Regions from separate parts of the Arachis hypogaea genome. Here region 1 is linked to region 2. Evidence: chromatin contacts called from public Hi-C data. All regions are on one chromosome and are shown on one strand. Each heading gives the region's core, a stretch centred on a gene start, on an enhancer-like site or on the middle of the called end of the contact. The rest is flanking DNA. Distances are from core to core; before and after follow the strand shown. Region 1 has its middle 42 kb from the start of LOC140183347. Region 2 has its middle 24 kb from the start of LOC112775241.

What was found. A called contact is a pair of places that touch in the nucleus more often than the background predicts.
Region 1: a Hi-C map of leaf shows a contact between it and region 2, with 1.9 times the contacts expected there. The contact joins two enhancer-like sites. A contact is called at or near these places in 3 of 8 Hi-C or Micro-C datasets (leaf and an unstated tissue).

What each region holds. Positions count from the first base shown.
Region 1 is chr3:26,491,911-26,495,978 of arahy.Tifrunner.gnm2.J5K5, reverse strand. No RefSeq gene overlaps it. Among protein-coding and RNA genes, the nearest start is that of LOC140183347, 42 kb to the right of the region's middle. Within about 2 kb of position 2,553, at least 1 of the 3 cell types and tissues checked has open chromatin away from gene starts, as enhancers often do.
Region 2 is chr3:26,340,279-26,344,676 of arahy.Tifrunner.gnm2.J5K5, reverse strand. No RefSeq gene overlaps it. Among protein-coding and RNA genes, the nearest start is that of LOC112775241, 24 kb to the right of the region's middle. Within about 2 kb of position 2,781, at least 3 of the 3 cell types and tissues checked have open chromatin away from gene starts, as enhancers often do.

The DNA of each region.
Region 1 (4,068 bases), core at 1,304-3,803, 150 kb before region 2:
TAACGATCGATTTTAGTGATAAATAAAATTAGTTGTTAATAGCGACCGATTTAACAATCAATTGATGTTTTTATATCAAAAAAGGGTTGGTCGTTAAATCTGTCATTAAATTGGCTGTCGACGATGTTAAAGAAGTCATACTTATTGTTTGTTCAATATTCAAATTTTTAATTTTTCTTTTCACCCAAATTAAAACAAATTAGATTTTTTTTAAAATTAAAAATTTTGATCATAATATATATTTTTTCCAAACTAAAAACGTTGTGAAGTTTAGGAGTTTGAAGTTTGACGGAAATGACGAACTTTATGAATTTTATAAAATTTGCCGTGACATATGGCGAATTTTTCCACCCAAAAAATTTTTGATTTTGGTATATAATCCCAGAATAATTTTTTTGTAAAAATAATTTTTTTATTTTATTCCAAAAAAATTTCCTATTAACTGAACTCTTTGTTTTAAAGATAAAGATGCCTACAAATAAAATAAATGGACGAAAAAATATATACATATAAAAAATTTGAGGTGACAAAAATACACATCACTTATACCTAAATAATAAAATATACTTCAGAGATTATTTTTTATGGACAAAAGTACCATGCCATTGAATTTATATTTACGAATCTTTAGTATATATTTTTATTCATCATAAAAAATAATCTCTCCAGTATATTTTGATATTTTTACATTTTAGTATTTTTTATCCTAATTTTTTTATATGTATTTTGGTCTATTATTTATCGTATAAAAGTATATGTTTAAACTTAGGATAGAAATATAAAAGAGCTTGTTCTAAACCACAATTATTTTGTATTTATATCTTTCTAAAATGTAAAAGTAAAAATAGAGAAGCAAATTCTACAATTGTGTCTTTATATAATATTTCAATGATGAAACACACAAAATTTTCTCATGCATCTCATTGGACATTTATACCACTAATTAATTACCATATTATCTTTTTCTTTTGTGGTCCAATTAGAGCACCAACAACGGCACCTTGACTATAGAAAAAGATAGACGAACCCAAATTGAAATTAATGAAGATACAGACTGATTTCCTAGTTTCAGGATCCTATCTGAAAATGTTGTATATCTACTTACCCGCTAATAAATAATATATTTAAGTATATTTTAATTAATTGGATAGATTAAGACATCTCTCTAATGCACAAGTCCCTTTTTCTCACACAATGCTTTCCCCTCACTCAATCTCATATGTATTTTTAAGACTTCAAGAAGCCCTAGCTAGATAGTAACCACTACCTCTCTTATAGCTATATAGTGCATTATGCCTACTATAAGGGAGTCAAACAAGGGTATATGAGTCCAAAGATTTGACTATATATAAAAATAAAACCCATAATTTGACCCAAAAAAGAGGGAATAAATTAATGGTGTTCTCCCACTTTCGCAGTTGAACCATCCAATTATGAAATGGCTGTGTATGCAACATAGAAAACAAGCTACGTAATAGTGGCAAATTGAGGTAATGGGAAACACAAACTGGGCACATTTTGTGGCATTAGAATAAAAACATCACACACTATGTTTATGCTCATTATCATCTTATTCAATTTTTCCATTCATATTATTAATTAGCTTAACTAATTCCAATTATTCTACATGTTAGATCCCAGCATTTTACTCCAGATGCTAAATGGATCACAGCCTCACTTTAATTTGTCCACAAATTATAAAGTATTAAACTTAGTGTACATACTTAAAAAGCATTAAAATTACACCATTAAAAAAAGTTTTTAAATTAAGTTTGGGATTCATTATCTAGCTATAAAATGATATCATAAATATTACGAATCTCACCTCTTTTAATGATAAGGTTCTAAAAAATTTATAAGTGTTCGATATTTTTTATCTCAGAAGTTAATTTTTAGGGTTAATTAGGCTCACTCGATTTCAATTCTAATAGAACTAATATAAAGTCTATCTAATTCAATGTTCTTAGTCACCTACTTATAAATATTTACACTTTAGACCGTTATTATTTTTTTAGTATGAAAAAAGGTGTACTATAATATTTATAAAGGTGCGATATGTCTCTTAATATAAGTTAATTTTTGAGATTGAATTATGCCTGCTTAATCTGATGAATTCTAATAATTAAACAAATTTTGAAAAGAAAATTATTGATAGACAAAAGGAATAACCCACACTGAAAAAGAAAGGAAGTATGTGTATATAAAAATGAGAAGTTGAGAAAAGTCAACGGTCAAAGATTTGCATTACTATGTATGTCTCCCACACATAAGAAATGACATTCCCAAAAACCCTCTCCCACTTGGGTGCGGGCCTACGTGCTGCCTCGGTGCACCCGCCTTCCCGCAATCCCTCCTCCCCACCAACCAAGGTGGGTCTCTTTATTACCTCACTTTCTTTTTTCTCTTTCTATTTATTTTGCTGGGATCGGAGCCATCCGATCATATTACCGGTCGGCAGTTGACCGTTGACTTTTGAAGCCATAGGGTGACAAACACGTGATGGCTGCTTTTTCAGCCCATCGTGAAGATAACAATAAAGTTTAGCCTCTTTACTCTTTAGGATATATTTCATTTGATGATTTTTTTTTAATTTTTAAAAATCTTAGTTTGGTTGATGAGTGTATGTTTTAAATATCTCTTCTGATTTTTTTTATATGTTTGGAAAAGTATTTGTAGTAAAAATTAGAATCAGTAAAAATACATTTCTTAAAAAGAATGTAATTTCATCTTCTAAAAAAGTTCTTTTTTTATAAGATAAAAATATATTTAAAACTAAAATAAATTTAAAACAAAAAATTAATAAATTTTTAAAATTTATTAAAAATCATCATTTGATTTATTAACAAATAAGAACTATTATTGCGATTTTTAATATTGAAAAATTAATATAAAATATACTCCAAACTTAAGTGCTATATAGGAGATAAAAACATTATTTTTTTTTTAAAGATTAGAAGTAACAAATAGTCGCAACGTAGCAAAGTAATATAAAGATTTTAGCTACACAATATCTTAGATTTTGTTTTTACAATTAACAAATCTAAATATAATTTAATGATTTTATTAAGCTTTTTTTCTAACATTTGCTCAAGTGTACTTTAATATGTTAAGGAATTTTTTTAAATAATATAAACAATCTAAATGAATTTTGAATTTGAGAAAGCGTCAAAACAATTTTCGAATTTAAATCTAAGTAATATGTTTACATTATTAGAAGCACAACTTCAAGAGATAGCTTACCTCAAAAAATTTCGTCCATGTTCCATAAGTGAAAAAAAGTTAGGGCATATTTGGATGAGTTTTTAAAAAAAGATTTTTTTTTAGTTATCTTTTTTTAAAAGATCTTATGAAAAAGTAAAAGTAATTTTATATTTGGATATCTCGTACAAAAAAAGGTTTTATATATCAATTATATTTGAGTATAACGATATAAAAATATTTATTTATTTATTTATTATTATATGAAAAATATTTTTTTTTAAAAAAGATCTTATAAAAAAAGATGTAAATTATAGTTTCTTAAAAAAAAAATTTTAATTTTTTTAGTGCTTTTATTTTTACTATTAGAAATTTGACAAACATATTAAAAAATAAAAAAAATTATTAAAAAAATCTTTTTTTATTAAAATAATAGCACCCAAATAAATACTTAATATATATATATATGTTAAGTGAAAGTTGCAGTTTGATTAATTGTTCAAAATGAGTGTATTCAATAAGTTAAACATTTTTCAAAAAGTACAGTTTTTGTCACCATATGTAAAGTACAATACAAAGTCATCTTAAAATACAATGACACAAATACAAGTAAAAAATATATTTTTTTATGCACATTTTAAAGAACAATGAGACCAATATAAAAGTAGATTTTCAATGGAACTAAAGGTGTGTTTGTTTAAGGTAAAAGTGGGAGGAAAGAAAAGAAAGAAAAAGAAATTGAAAGAAAATTAGTTATTTTTTTTTATTTGATTGATGAGAGAAATGAAAAAAGAAAGAAAATGGATATATAAAAATTTATTGGTAGGATCTATTAATTTTTTTTCTTCCAATAATAAAAAAAATAAAAAA
Region 2 (4,398 bases), core at 1,532-4,031:
TTAGGCTCGGTAAGATGAGCTCAGGAGAGGTAGGAAGGGGTGCGACCGGAGAGTTTGCTGGAGTAGTGAGATGATGGACTATGTAGGGAGATAGGCTATCGTCAAAAAATAGATAAGTATGATTTTGAGGAGAATGTACCTTTGCAAAGAAAAATTGCATCTCATCAAATAAGACGTGGCGGCTAATGATAATTTTTGTAGATGAAAAATCAAGGCATTTATACCCACGATGATGTGAAAGAAACCCCAAAAAATACAAGGAGTTGACTGGGGTTGAAGTTTATTTATGATTGTAGAAAGAATAAGAGGATAACATAAACACCCAAACACCCAAAAATGAGAATAAGACGGATCCTTTTGATAAAGAATGCGAAGAGGAGATTAATAGTGAAATAGTTTATGAGGAAGAATATTGAGAAGGTAAGTTATCATTTGCAAAACATGATGCCAAAAGGAAGGAGGAACGGAAGCATGGGCCAATAAGGTACGAACAATATTGTTAATCGTACGGATTTGTCTTTCGATTTTTCCATTTTGAGGGAATGTACGAAGACATGAAAGACGAAATGAAATTCCAGTTGCTTCACAAAAGTCTCAAAAAGGAACCATTATCAAATTCTGTGCCATTATCACATTGTATATTCTTTATGTCCCACTCAAATTGGGTTCGAATAAAAGTCTTGAAATTAAAAAATGTGAAAAAAATTTGTGATTTTTTCAATAAAGAAAATGTCCACAAAAGTTTTGAATACTCATCCACAAACAGGAGATAATATCTATGACCCGATGAATTTAAAATAGGTGACGTCTAAAGGTCACTATGTATAATATCAAATGGCATAATAATGTTAGAACTTGAAATATAAAATGGCAACTTAATATATTTTTTAAGAGAACAAAAATGACAAATACGAGTGTTTTTAATTGGATAACATTCAATAAATTTATTCTTTCTAAGAGAGTTTAAAACAGATGTTTTCGGGTGATTCAAACGGTCATGATAAAGAGATGATGCTAAAGTAACAAAAGTAGATTGAGATGGGATTGGATTTATGATTAGATTTATGATAAATATATTTTAATACTATCAATTTAATTATCAATAATAAATAATATATTACTGTTAAATTTATTAGAAGAAAAATTCGATGGTAATAAGTTTTAGAATTTCTCTAATTAAAAGTTTATATCTGCCGATAATTAACGGCGAACGAAAAAATCTACCAATAAATAGTTACCGATAAAATTTATACTATCAGATTTATTCGGCTATTAATTCGATGGTATCCAACAACTTTTTGTATGGGAGATTGCAACAGATTTGGATCGCAGAGTTTGAAGAAATTAAAACCAGGTGGAATTTTGGAATCATCATTCCAAACTAATAGTTTGAATCATGAGCCATGCATGGTATCTCTACATATTGAAGTTATTTTCATCAAGCTTTTTGGATATTGGAACAAGTGGTCGCTTATTAGTTGATGAAGATCTAGCCGTGATGAATGCAATGGTTGAAGATTTTGAAGTAAGAGATCGAAAAAAAAAATTTCAAGAACTTGAGGTTCTTGATATCATGTTATAAGCAAGAGTAGAACATAGGGCATAGATGAAAAACTAAGTTATTTGCATTTGAAGAAATGAGTATGTGTACTTAATGCACTTACAATTCTACTGCATTGCTTCATATATATATATATATATATACCAGAGAGAACACAACAGCACACTAACAAACTATAATACACACTGTAACCAACTTTAACTATCGTTAGCTTTATCATTATTTACACTAAAACCTTTTATAAGAATGATGATTCAATTTAAGCAAATGATAAATCTAAAAAATGTTTAAAAAAATTTGGATATTTACTTATGATTTTTATATATCTATAGAAACAATGAACATATTCAACTTGCAACATTAAGCAAAAAAACAAGAAAAAAAAATCGCAAGGATGAAAAGAGCAATTTTATACTACTTCTATAAAATGAGAACCAACTAAGATGCGCTTATTGGGGACAACATAAAACATTTTCAATAAAGCAACTTAAAGAAAACCTAAATATATAGAACAACTTAAGATATACATTGTTCTTCTATTATATTATTACATATCATAATAATAATAATAATAATAATAATAATAATAATAATAATAATAATAATAATAATAATAATAATAAGTGAAGAAAGTAGGTAGCTATATATGTGCATAGAGTAGTGTGTGTGTTTCTCTGTTTCTCCAATTAAACAGTATGCAAAGAGTGGCAAACAGGAAATAATTCACGTGGAAATGCTCACAAAGGATGAAGCGAAGGCGACGGTGGTAGGGTGGTTGCGGAGCCACACAATGGGGCTGTCACCCTCACCCTCACCCGCACGTGACACCACACCACACCACCCACACTCTCGAGACACACGCACGTGCGCCATCCATTCACCTTTCACCATTATATATTTTGATATTTGCAATATCCTTTTCATCCATTACCTTACTTTTTTCTACAAATAATACAGTATTCTTTTATTACAAGCTATTATGTCTAAATACTGAACATCTTAAAGTAACATTATTACTCTTATTTGCTACTTTTTTTCATATAATAAAAAATTATCAAATAATAACGTGGAATAACAGTTTTAAATTTCAGGAAAGCAAAATAGAATTTGTGTTAAGTATATTTCATACACAAAAGTAGACAAGATTATTGGTAAAGAGAAAGAGTACGTGTCATGAGTTGGTTGAATCTGAAGAGAAGGGGCCACGGACGCACGTGAGCATCTTTGCTTGGTTTCCTTTGTGGGGCCCTCTATAAACAGGGCCTCTCTGGCCCACGCAAAGCCCTTTCAACTCATCAAGTGCACTTCCAACTGCTGCTTTGTTTCCTATTATTGTTCCAATTAATTTCTATCCTATGCATTCCAATTCACGAATTTATTTATTTATTTACTCAAATTTTAAATAAATCCTTTTTAAGAGATAATTTTGTTTAAGAAACAAATATTTAAATTGTGGTTGAATAGTTTTACCAGTTTTTCCATTCACAAAATAGTTTACTAGCTCATAAAGAAAAAAATATCAAGTTTGATAATTATTTTTGTAATTATTATTTACTAGGTTTTATCAACTCTTTTGATTTTTTTTTTAAACTAACTTTTAACTTTAAACCACTTTGTTTATATGGACTTCGAAAAATCCATTTGTGAAACAAGAGAAAATTACAGAATAAAGATAAAAGGGAAAAAAATTAAGTGTGCTAAGCTGGGACAAGTCTACCAAACTGACTTGCCAAACTAAAGAGTAGCGAGTATTACAATTAGTGAGTAATATATATATATATATATATATATATATATATATATATATATATATATATATATATATATATATATACGAAAATTAAAAATTACTATTTTCAAACACACTTTTTACACTTCTTTCAATTTTTTTGTTATTTTTTATTATTTCTTTATTTATTTTATTTTTGCAACCCATATATATATATATATATATATATATATATATATATATATATATATATATATATATATATATATATATATATCGATTAGTTTTTGTTTCTATCACAAAACTATGTTTTTATTTTTATTTTATGTTGTAAATATTGTTGTTCGTTCAAAATTACTTTTTATTTAAAAATTAAGTTAAAACTGTTATTCTTTTAATAATATTTGCAGTAATTTGAGAATAGATATTATGATGAATAATTCTATTAACGTTAAAAATTTTAAAAAAAGTGAAAAAAATTATATAATAATTTAATTATTTTTTATTTATATTAAATTATGATCAAATCTTTACTTTTATTTTTTATTAGATCAATTTTAATTAATTTTACTATTTTTTAATATATTAAACAGATTAGCTTGCCGCCTGCCAATCTATCATAAAACAGAATAAATTTGCATTTTAAAGACAGGTAACACCTCATGTTTTATCCTTTTCTTTTTCGGTTGATGTTTTATGTCTTATTATTTCTGACTCTATTTAGTTTTGTGTTAGACACTAATTTTTTTTTTCTCATCCAATGATAATAAGGCTTTTCTGACATGAAGTAATTATTGGAGAAAAGAAGGGTTTTTTTATTTGTTAAAAATATAATTATTACGTATTTTTTATTTTTCAATTTTAATTTTTGAGTTAAATTATTTTATGATATAGTATTATAACTTTTATAATTAAAAAGTTAAAATTTGATTCTTGTTAGTTAGTACTTTTCCAAAAAAAATAGTATAAAACAAAAAAAAATGTATTAAAAGTATAATTATTTATATAATTTTTTTTATTAATTTAATTTTTTAAGGAAAAAATAGTTAGTTTAATGACATTATTAATGTTTGTGCAAAGAGGGCTACCCTAAATCCTGAACCAACCC